Regions from separate parts of the Rattus norvegicus genome. Here region 1 is linked to region 2. Evidence: chromatin contacts called from public Hi-C data. All regions are on one chromosome and are shown on one strand. Each heading gives the region's core, a stretch centred on a gene start, on an enhancer-like site or on the middle of the called end of the contact. The rest is flanking DNA. Distances are from core to core; before and after follow the strand shown. Region 1 overlaps Tulp4 (TUB like protein 4). Region 2 holds the start of Tulp4 (TUB like protein 4).

What was found. Hi-C and Micro-C count contacts between places; a contact is called where the count stands out from the background.
Region 1: a contact with region 2 is called in a Hi-C map of Schwann cells, with 4 times the contacts expected there. The contact joins the enhancer-like site here to the promoter of Tulp4 in region 2. A contact is called at or near these places in 7 of 12 Hi-C or Micro-C datasets (the A7r5 cell line, Schwann cells, frontal cortex and 4 more).

The regions. Positions count from the first base shown.
Region 1 is chr1:49,155,381-49,160,954 of GRCr8, reverse strand. Tulp4 (TUB like protein 4) reads right to left here. Exons shown (of 15, transcript NM_001109137.2): 3 at 4,646-4,774. Among named protein-coding and RNA genes, the nearest start is that of Trnap-agg33, 24 kb to the right of the region's middle. Within about 2 kb of position 1,499, at least 52 of the 93 cell types and tissues checked have an H3K27ac peak or open chromatin away from gene starts, as enhancers often do. A contact at or near this core is called in Schwann cells and prefrontal cortex, where this site is marked.
Region 2 is chr1:49,085,125-49,090,482 of GRCr8, reverse strand. It overlaps Tulp4 (TUB like protein 4), which reads right to left and starts at 2,597. Exons shown (of 15, transcript NM_001109137.2): 1 at 2,469-2,597. It overlaps LOC102551377 (a long non-coding RNA gene), which reads left to right and starts at 2,866. Exons shown (of 4, transcript XR_010059016.1): 1 at 2,866-3,005; 2 at 4,605-4,964.

The DNA of each region.
Region 1 (5,574 bases), core at 250-2,749, 72 kb before region 2:
CGCATGGCAGGACTTCCCTGCAGCCTTGGCTCTGCACATGTAATATATGTGTTTGGACTGTGCACAGCCACAGTCATGCCATGAGCTACCAACGCATGCTGCCTGAAGCATCTGCACTCACACCCAAGGCCGCCTTATGTTACAAACTGAAGTGTTCTTACCTCTGCTGCAGAAACAATCATTATAAACCTGACCCTTCTAGTCTCTATACTGTCCTTCGGTGTGCACCATATCACGGCAACACAGTGTTGGAGTACTTGGTTATAAAAACTGCTATCGGGCTGGGGATTTGGCTCAGTGGCAGAGTGCTTGCCTAGGAAGCGCAAGGCCCTGGGTTCGGTCCCCAGCTCCGAAAAAAGAACCAAAAAACAAAACAAAACAAAACAAAACAAAACTGCTATCTGAGTTGCTATCTTATAAAACCCAAGGCCACCAGCCCAAGGATGGCACCACACACAATGAGCTTGACCCTCTCCTACTGTTCAGCAATTAAAAAATGCCCTACAGCTGGATCTTATGGAGGCGTCTCTCAATTGAGGTTTCTTCCTTTCAGGTGACTCTAATGTGTGCCATGTTGTCAAGTCGTCTTTGACAGTACGGTATGCATGCTCTCACTAGCACTAACTCGTCTCTTTGACAGTGGATTCCTCCTCAGGAGATGGCCTCTCACTGTGATGTGCATTTCCATGATTACTAATTTTGAACATTCTTCATACACCTGATGTCTACTGTATGCTTTCTTCTGAGAAATTTATTTAGGTCTATTGTCCAGTTTTTAATTGGATCATCTTGAGTTTTGTTTGCTTGTTTGCTGGTGTATTCTAAATATCTCTTGTCAGATGTATAGTTTGCAAACACCTCTCATTCAAAAGACTGTCATTTCCTTTGTCATATAAAGCTTTCTAACTTGATACACTCCTGTTTGCTTTTGCTTCTGCTTCCTGTGCCTTGCGGGTATTATCCCCACACCCAAACAAACAAAAGCTACTGGCAACCTCACAAAAAAGGTAATATAGGGTGTTCAAATGAATTGGCTGAGTTCCCTACTTTAGCACAAGGCAGTAAGAATGCTTGCTATCTGCTAAGCAGAAACAGGAAGATCATGAGTTCAGGTCAGCAGAAGCTATCCATACTTAGGGTGGCCCTGTCTGAAAGAACCAAGGGCTAAGAGTGTCCCTCAACAAGTCAATTCTCAGCAACTCACCACCACCACCACCACCACCACCACCACCACCACCACCACCACCACCACTACTACTACTGTGTGTGCGTGTGTATGTGTGCTTGCTTGCACATGTGCCTGTCTGTCTCCCTCTTCCCACACTGAAGAAACAAAAAAATGAAAAAGCAGCACTAAAGGCTGGGAAGGAGCAGCAGGCAGCTGTCTTTGCGGGCCGTTTTAGACCTGCAGGGATGACAGCCTCCCTTCACTAGAGAGTCTCGGATGACCTGAAGCTGAGCGGCACTTTGGCCACACCACTGCCTGAAGCGGTTTTCATCACCCTTCAGACGATGTGCCTGGCACAGCCATCTTCAGTGACTCACACTGTGAATGAATGCACCCACTGTCCTACACCCACTTTCACATAATGGCCTCGTGATCGGTTCCTGGAAAAGAACCTGCTAGGACACTACTTAGCTTTTGTAAATGCTTCATTACTTTGTGACAACAAACTGCATGCTCTAAGCAAGGATCGTTTGTTGCCCCATCTGAAACAGTAACGCATGTCTCTGAGCTGGCTTCAAGCTTCTCCAAGCTGCAGGGTTGCTCTTCTGCCTGACTTTCCAGGTGTACTTGGTAGACCCTGCCTCGATTGCTAATCAGCACAATCTGTGTGTGGACTTTTTTTTTAAAACTAAAATCAGATTTAATGTCGACATTATCAAAAGCAAACAAGACTCCCCCAAATATCAGTATTTAATAATAGCAACTGCTCAATAGGTTCTAAGATTTGAAGAATCAGTTCTGAACAGCCAAAGAACAGAAAAACTGCACCTGTGTCACAAGCTATTGTAATTACTGCAACAGCAACTGCAGGCACAGGCCCTGTGAACTCGGAGTGCTACCAGAAGTTCTGTGGTACACATCAGCTCGCCTGTCCCCAGGATTCACATCCCTCTACCTTTCCTGTTTCTGACGTGAGTGTCCATTCTCAACTCTTTTCAGAAAAAAAGGAAAGAAGAGACATGGACTGAAGTGACAGGCGCCTCAATTACACAGATAGGGACTGGCTGCGTGCATCCTTGCAGAGAAAGGCTAGTGCTGTGCAGCCCATCCTGCGGCTTGGCTGGTAGGGTGAGCCTTTCAAACAATAATAAAGGCTGGGCAGCTGGGGATATAATATCAACACATGGATTTTTGCCAAAGAGAAACAGGTTAGTTGGGGTTGGTTTTGTGCTGTGCTTGTGGTCTGGGTCCTCTTTTTCTTTTGTCTGGAGACAGCATGGCAGAATGTCTTAGAGGGGATGGGGTTTGAGTTCTCAATCTAACACTTCCTTGGGTAACTTACTGAACATCCTGACCTGGGTTTTTCTTCCATTAGCCAAGAGCAGCAAGTTCTTAGAATACAGTTCCTGTGACGCATAAGAGAAAAGCACACAAGATAAAAGCACATACTGGTGCATGTCTTAGTCATTACAACCCAGGCCATGCCCATCAAGGGGGCATTAATTGAGGTCACTATGGCAAGGAACATGAGGGCACAGAGGTAGGCCCTGCAGCACTAGCCCCATGCTCAATTCGGGCCTTTGGAGGTGCTTCTGTGCTCATTCCTGTGCTGGTCTCTTTATGACGGTCTCTTGGCGTCACTCACCAAGTGGAGAGTTTCACTGCTCTTGTCTGTTCTCAGTTAGTTTGGATGCCCATTGTCAACCTCACCTCCTTTTAGACATATGGTGTCTTTATCTTAGGGAAACACACCAAGGACTTCCTGCTACAGAACTGGACCTTGAACTGATCTGGCTTGCCTTCCAGCTCTTACCCTCCAGTGTGAGGCTGTGCTGTCCCGCAATCCTCTTCTTTTGTGTTTGAGGACACTAGTCAGAGGCAGTTCTTGTTCACATAGAGCTGTCGAGGAAGGTTCTTGCACGATTTTAACTATTGTCCTAACTACATTTCTAGTTGACTGGGTCGTCATCTGCTTTGTTCTCACCTAGTCCTCACGTTATGAGCTTTTCACGTTTGAAAGCTAGAGACCGCCTAGGTGACATAAAGTTCCAAGGCATTAGGACATTATGGTCAGTACTGATTAGGCCAAAGGTCTCACTGTCAGCACTGCCTTTGTAAAAGCAGAACTTTTTTTCGTGTGAGAGTGTACTCATTTAGTAGGTTAAGCATAATGTGTTCCCCTGACCCAGATAAAGCCTCATCTGTTGCCATCATGCCTCAGAGTAAGGAAAGAGGGAATGCACCTGCCCTGTAACACTAATTGGCCTTTTTGAAGGAAAACTACAATTGCAGCAATCTGCAAGATCATGTTGCTTTGCAAGGCCAAGGATGGGCATGAGTGATGCAGAAAGACAGCATAGGTCAGAACTCAGCCCTTGACTTCTAAATTCAAGGTAGCCTTGAGTAACTGTTTTCTCATCTATAATAAGGTGACAGTAATGACCCTGTCTCGGGGTCACTGAGAATTAAATCAAAGCATAAATGAAAAGTATCTAAAACACTGCTTACACTTAGCAACTGTCACTTCAATGTGCCCCGTGCTCTCACTGAGCTACTGCCTCAGAGCCCGCAGAATAGAGCCTCGGTGTCAAAACAGTGGTCATATGGCATCCCCAGAGTTAAGTGTCAGGTGTGGAGGTAGCAACTCTTTCTAACTTCTGTGTGATAGATCCCTTTAAAGTTTCTTATCAAGTCTCTTGGGTGCTGTAATTACCCATCTAGCTAAAGTAGAGGATTCTGTTTTTAACACGTTAGTGTTTTGCCTGCAAGTATGTGTGATGGCCAGTGCTCACAGAGACCAGATAAGGGTATTGGATCTCCTAGAACTGGAGTTACCAAACTCAAATCTTCTGCAGGACAAGCAAGCACTTTTAACCACTGAGCCATCTCTACAGTCCCCATTGGACTCTTTTTTTTCTTTTTTTTCTTTAACCTGGAAAGCCCTACTGTTGGGATGAGCTGTGCCTTCAGAATCAGCATGTCAAGCACTTTAAATCATGACTAAGAAAGACAGGACAGAAGAGATGGACATATGCTATGGTGGCTTGAATAAAAATGGTTCCAGATGCATATATTTCAATGCTTAGTCATCAGGGAGAGATGGCATTTGAAAGGGTCAGGAGGAAGTGTAGCCTTAGAGGAAGTTTGTCACTGGGTGGAGGTGGGGACCTTGAGGGTTCAAAAGCCCATGCCAAGCCCAGTGTCTCTCTCTTTGCCTACAAATTAGGGTAAAATTAGGTGAGCTTCTGAAACCTCAAAGCCCACCCCTCATGACACGATTCCTCCAAGAAGGCCATACCTACATATTACCCTTCTCAGGAAAGCGTTCTTTAGAGAAAGATCTAACTTACTGCTCCTTTACTGCGTACATACAAAAAAGTTTCAGTGCAGCCGAAGGCTGCTCCATTTGCTCTGGGACTCAGCACACTGGCCTCTAAGCAGCAGTGTTTCACTGGAAGAGATCTGCCATTCACTCACCTGAGCGCCACGGTCATTGACCAGTTCCACAGACCACCTGCCTTCATACTGGATCCACACAAAGATGCCTCCATCTGCATCACACGTGGCCAGTTTCTGGTACGGTTCATTCCACCTCACCAGCACAACCTAAGAAACAAGCAGATGTTAACCACAACAAGAAAACTGGTCAACTTCATTTCTATAACGTATTCAGACCCCAGAGCTAAACAGGACAAGGATGGGAGAGACTGTGGGGTCAGTGGGGACCAGGTCAAGCCCACGTGAATCCTGACACACTTGGCATCTACTAGAAGACAGCAGACCGCTGGGCAAACGAAGAACTATGTACACTGATGCGAAGACAGAGTCCCCACCTGAACCAAGCACCTGCCTCTCACAGGCAACCATCTCTCCGTTGTTGGTCCTGTGCTGTAGAGAAAGGGCTTTCACAAATATCCCACTTTTGAAATGTGGATTTGTTTAGTACAGCGGGAAAAAAGATGTCTTAATTTTCTGTCTTTTCTGAACTATCTTATTTCTGAAGAGTTCAGCATCTAAACAGAGCAAATGTCAAAAAACACAGTTGAAAGATGCAAGTTGCTTTTGACTTATCTGAGAGAGAATATGAAGGTATAAGCTTCCTGAGGTCGTTGGGAGAAAACAAGCCCCGCAGGCTCACGCAGCTGATGCTTTGTCACCAGGGCATGGCACTATTTGAAAAGATTAGAAGGACAGGGAGGTGTGGCCTTTTGAAGCAGTATGGCCTTGTTAGAGGATGTCACTGGAGGTGGGATTTGAGGCTTTAAAGGCCCATGCCAGGTCCAGTGTCACCCCCCCCGCCCGCCCTGCCTACAAATCAGGTACAGCACTGGTTCCATGTCCTCACCATGATCAGGACAATGGACTAAGTCATTGAAGCCATAAGCAAGCCCCAAATTAAACACTTT
Region 2 (5,358 bases), core at 1,348-3,847:
TGCAGTATCTGTACCACAGCATTCCATCCTGAGGTTTTAAACTGTGCTTTGCCAATACATGCCCAACCAGTCACTCCCACTGTCTTCACCTTTGCCCTCCACAGGGAACAGGAGAAATATGAATGCTACGAATGTGGTCTAAGGCATGAAGCCACTGATTACCACCTACCTTACCCAAGTTCACAGGAGCCATCCCATACCTTCCTGAATGCAACCTGTAGCACACTCGGAAAAAAGTCTTTGGTTCTATAAACCATCAGAGCAAGCTGAAATCTGGATGCAGAAAGGTTGCAGTCTCCACTATCCATGACTTAGGACCTCAACATCAACAGTGGATGGCTCAATTTAAAACTCTCTTCACAAGAATAGTAATACATTTTTTAAAACCCTCTCTTCACGAGGCTATAAAGAGGGTGAACATATCAAGAGCACCTCTGCTCTTGCGGGGGACCTGGGTTTGGTTCCAAGCATGTGTCACCCTTTTCTGTCCTCAGACAGAACATACATAGGCTCAGGCACAAACACATAAAATACAGCTAGAAAGAAAAAGAGAGGAGTATGAAAGGAAGCAAAGAAGGAAACACTCATCCTAAAATAAATAAGCTGGTTTCATCCATCACCCATCCTTTTAAGGGTTAAAATTCCATTTGAAGCTTTAGTGGAGGAAAAAAAGTTATGAATAACCAAATTCAATTCTTACGTCTCCCTGTGAAAACCATAAAGTCCAGTATGATCCACATTCATCGTTTCTAAGTTACTTAGGATACATGCAGTAAATAGACCGCTAGTCCTCAGAACAAGTGGTAAGGCTGGCTTTCCACTCACCCTCTATGCCTGAACCCTCCACAAGCATTAAAAATATTTTCCCTTAAGTGACTTCCTGTAACTCAGCACAGCATATATCCAAGTCAGGAAAGCAACACCTCCCCCATCGCTGAAAACACTGTTGCTTCCACAGAGCTCTTCGATGTTTTCAAGAAATGTTCATTGTCTAGTGAGTCTGTCATCACACAAATGGCTATTTGATTAAGAAAGTAAAGACGAGACTTGGCTATTCGTAATGTGCTCATACAATCATTTCTCCAGCAGATCACAAGAAAGGACACATGTGACTCTCCCTTTTGTAACGTGGCTGTCACTATACAGCTCCCAGCTGCCCACCTGAAGGCTAGGAGTCTCCCTGTGGGTCTTTTGCCACGGCTATGTGCATGGGCCCAGGCATTTCACATCAATCCCAAATTGGAACTCTCCAGGAATATGGCACAATCCCTCTGGGTTTCCTGCAAGAACTAAACTCCCACCAAGGAGTGGTGACTCCAGATATTAAAACAAAACAAAAACAAAACAAACAAAAGAACCCACAGGCTAAAAATAAGAGAATCTCAGGATGGTTTTTACATTCCTCTAAACCTTAGGAACAACTGCCCCTCCTAAAACCTGCTACAAAAAACGTAAGGAAATACCCTTAAGATGCTCTACCAGTGTAAAATAAAGAGGTGGGCCTGGCTTTCTCTGTACTAGGCCAGCCCAGTCTACACAGTGAGTCCCAGGCCAGCCAGGACTAAAAGACCCCATCTAAATAAAAGAATTTTTTTTAAAAAAAACAGAGTCCCCAAGTAAAGAAACCCTGAAAACAGTTCCCTCCCCAAGGGAAAACGATTATCCCCAGAGGGAGTAGAGTGACATGGGAAGGTTGGCAGGTAGAAGGAACAGGTCCCTAAGTGACATGAATCTTACTGACGACTGTCAACCCCTCCACATCCAATTCAAGCCACAAAGCTAGATGGCTCTCACCTTCCCAAGCAAGCGGTGCCTCTGAAAGAAAGAAGTGGACACCTCCTTGCTAATTGTCCCCAAACGGTGAAACTTCACATCAGCATCAGGAGCTGGGTTAAGAGAGTGCAGAGCAAAAGAGGAAGGGTTGGTTCTGGGAGCGGAATCTCCGTGATTTGCCAGAGGAAACCGCACAGGCTCCAGACAGCAAAAGCGCCGGGATTTCCATGCAGCTGCTACGACAGGTGACCGGGCTGCTTTGCAGACACCCCGCTCACCCGCTGGCTGGCCCCGCTTGGCTGAAGGTGGGAAGAGCAGGAAAGAGAAAAAGGAAAGAGAGCCGCCCCGGGACCCGGAGGCCGACAGAGCAAACGAGGGACTGTGGGGAGGCCGGGCCGGCGCAGCCCGTCTCCCCGGGAAAACCGGTGGAAGGGATTTTTCTGTCTGCACAATTAAGGAGAAGGGGGGAAAAAAAACATGGCTCCGAGCCAAACGCCTTCTGATTTACACACGCACGCCCGAGCTCCTCGGTCGGCCCAGTTCCTCGCACGCCGGAACAAAAGGCGAACGAGCTAGCTAGGCGCCGGCCGCCCGAGCTAAGGGTCCGCTGAGGAGCCCCGCGCCCGCCGCCCCTGCCGTGCCCACTGCCCGGCCCCCGCCGCCCGGGCCCTCGCGGCCGCCCATCCCAGCCTCACCTCCTTAGCGGCCGTGGCGGCGGCCCGGTGCCTCTCCGCCTCCGCCTCCGGCAGCCCTCGGCGCCGCCGCCGCCGCCGCCGCCGCCGCCGCCACCTCCCCCCCACCCCCCGCGTCTCGGCCGAGACTCCGCCTCTCTCGGCCGCCGCCGCGACCGCCAGTCGGGCTAGGGGAGCACGTGACCGCGCCACGTGACCCGGCGCCTCCCCGGTCGGACCCGCGGCGGGTGGCGCTGCCCGGTGCGCGCGCGCGCGCGGGCCCGGGAGCGGGGTGCGGTCTCGAGCCTCCCACGCGCCGCTCGACTCCCCAGACTCTAGCACCTCCCGCGTCGCCCGCCTCCGCCTGGGCGCCCAGCCTGGACCACTCACCTCCTCCAGAGTCCTCACGCCCGATCTTGTCAGCGGGGGCCGGAAGTGGACATCACGCCTTCTCCTACCCAGACAGAGCCGCTGCAGAGCACACAGCGACTCGTACTATGAGCAACGTGGCTCCCCTGGAAACAGTCATTCAAGTGTCTTCGGCGGTGCTGCTGCTGTCACGTCAGTACCCCCTCCAGTTGCTTTCAGGGAGAAACGAATCCATAGCGTCATTTTAAGTCACACAGGCACAGTCTCAGCCTTTAGCGCCCCCCCCCCCCAACACACACGGTTAAATTGATGTGCTAAGAACGGAAACTTCAGCCATCCCTCGGTTTTCCACTGTTACAAAGAAGGCGTTGCTGGGTGTAGAGAATGCGTGGTTGAAATTTAAAAATAGACAAGATCGCATCTTTCCTTGAGGCAAGGCTAAGAACAGTAGACACTCTTCCCAACTGTTAGGCACTGTTTCCTATTTCTGAGCATCGGCAAACGTTAAAACCATTTTACGGTTTTGTGTGTGTTCATTTGTTACAGACAGGGTCTTCTCTATGTAGTGTAGGCTGGTCTCAAACTCAATTCTCCTGCCTCATGAATGCTGGGATTTCAAACCATGCCTAGCCAGTTCCTGTTTTAAAATTATCCCACCGCTAATTCTATCAGAAGTCTGAGTAAGAGTCCATCGGGTTCTACAACTCTGTGCTTGAGATTTTACGAGTGCTAACAAATGTTTTGGTTTCTGGTTTTGAGCCTAGGTCTCACTATGTAGCTTGGAACTCCGTGTAGACCAGGTTGGCCTGGAACTCACCGAGAGCCACCTGCCTGAATAGCATGGTGTTCTTTCAATTGTAATCACTCTTCTACCAACACTGTATTTTTAATTTTACTATCTTTTGCCTTCTATGCCTCACCCGACTCCTTATCCCTTAAAGATCTATTCTCTTTCGTGACACTTTCAGAAGGTGGGTCTCACTCAATCTGTTAGGTCAGCTGTGAATCTGCATTTTGTATTTTAGAAACCTTTCTAATTATGGAATGAAGAGAGTTGCCTCCTATTTAGAAATCTGGGGCAACTGGGAGCCCTTAAAAGGAAGATTTGGCAACAGGACCCTTCTTCTGGCTGCTGAAATCCCACTGGCCCAGTATTTTTCATTTTCTTATGTTTAAAATGCTTTTTTAATATTAGTGGGAGAAACAAACATTTATTTAAAGATTTATTTATTTTATGTATACCAGTCCACCATAGCTGTCTTCAGACATACCTGAAGAGGGCATTGGATCCCATTATAAATGGTCGTGAGCCACCATGTGGTTGCTGGGAATTGAACTCAGGACCTCTGGAACAGCAGTCAGTGCTCTTAACCGCTGAGCCACCTCTCCAGCCCCAATGAACACTCTTTGTTCAGTATTAACTGGCTTTCCCTTGGGTCTAAGTTCAAGTTTGACCAATCCCCCTATTAAGCTGTGAGGAATGTGTGACATTTCTTTGAACATTACATTCTCTGGTTAATAGTATCATGACACAGTGTAACGTAAGTATTGTGTACTCTCCGGTGTGTGACTGAGCCTCTGACCCAGGATGGGAACAGCAGGATGGTGAACACCACTGCACTGCCCTATCCTAAAACTGGTCCAGCAGGTGCAGGGCTCTGCAGTTATCACCAGTAACTGGTTGATCCCTTTACCTCTCCATCCATCTCTTGACACCCGATCACATCACTGAGATTACCCAGATCCTGGAACCCCAGAGATCCTGCCACTGAGTCTTTCCTTTCTCCCCAGTATGCTTGTAGGTATCTCCCCTCCCTCCTGGCTGTAGCCAAATTTAAAGCCCAAAGAATTGGCTGATTCAACCCTTCAGGCACCAAGGTATTCAGCACAGGCACATGGAACCCGGATCCTAGACATCGGGAGATGGCAAAAGAGCCAGAGCTTTTGGAGAACAAGAGACAAGCCTTTGGTCTCTCGATGTGTTCTGAGAGCCAAAAATGTTTGTGCCAACTTAGACTTCATTACTGGAAACACAGCATGCCACACAAAGAATAAAATGCCCACTTCCCCTGGACTGCCCTGAGCCAAGCCACATCCATACAACACTCCTACCAATCCTGGGTGCTACCAGTCACATACAAAAGGATTGAGGTAAGTGTGGGGCAAATGTCTTAGAATACTATAAACCAGTCATTACAATAGTCCTATAATGTCAGACAGTTTTCACAAGTAGCGGTCGAGGGTGAGAATATTTAACCTCAGAGAAACATAAGCTCTGCTAGTGACCCTGTGCTTGAAAGTAACCACAGTGGGAATGGTATTCCAATGCCTTCTCTTACTGAGCCCCTACTGTAGACCAGGCTCTGTCCAGAACAAAGTTCTGTGGCCTTGAATCAGATAGAAAAGATCCTCTAACAGTGACCATAGAGGATGTGGATAGCCGGCCTTGACCATGGCCTTGGATCTGTGTGCCCATTTTCTTTCTCTGATGGGCTGGGCTGGACACTCAGAACAACTCCAGTTCCCATCTTCCCCTGTGCCTCAG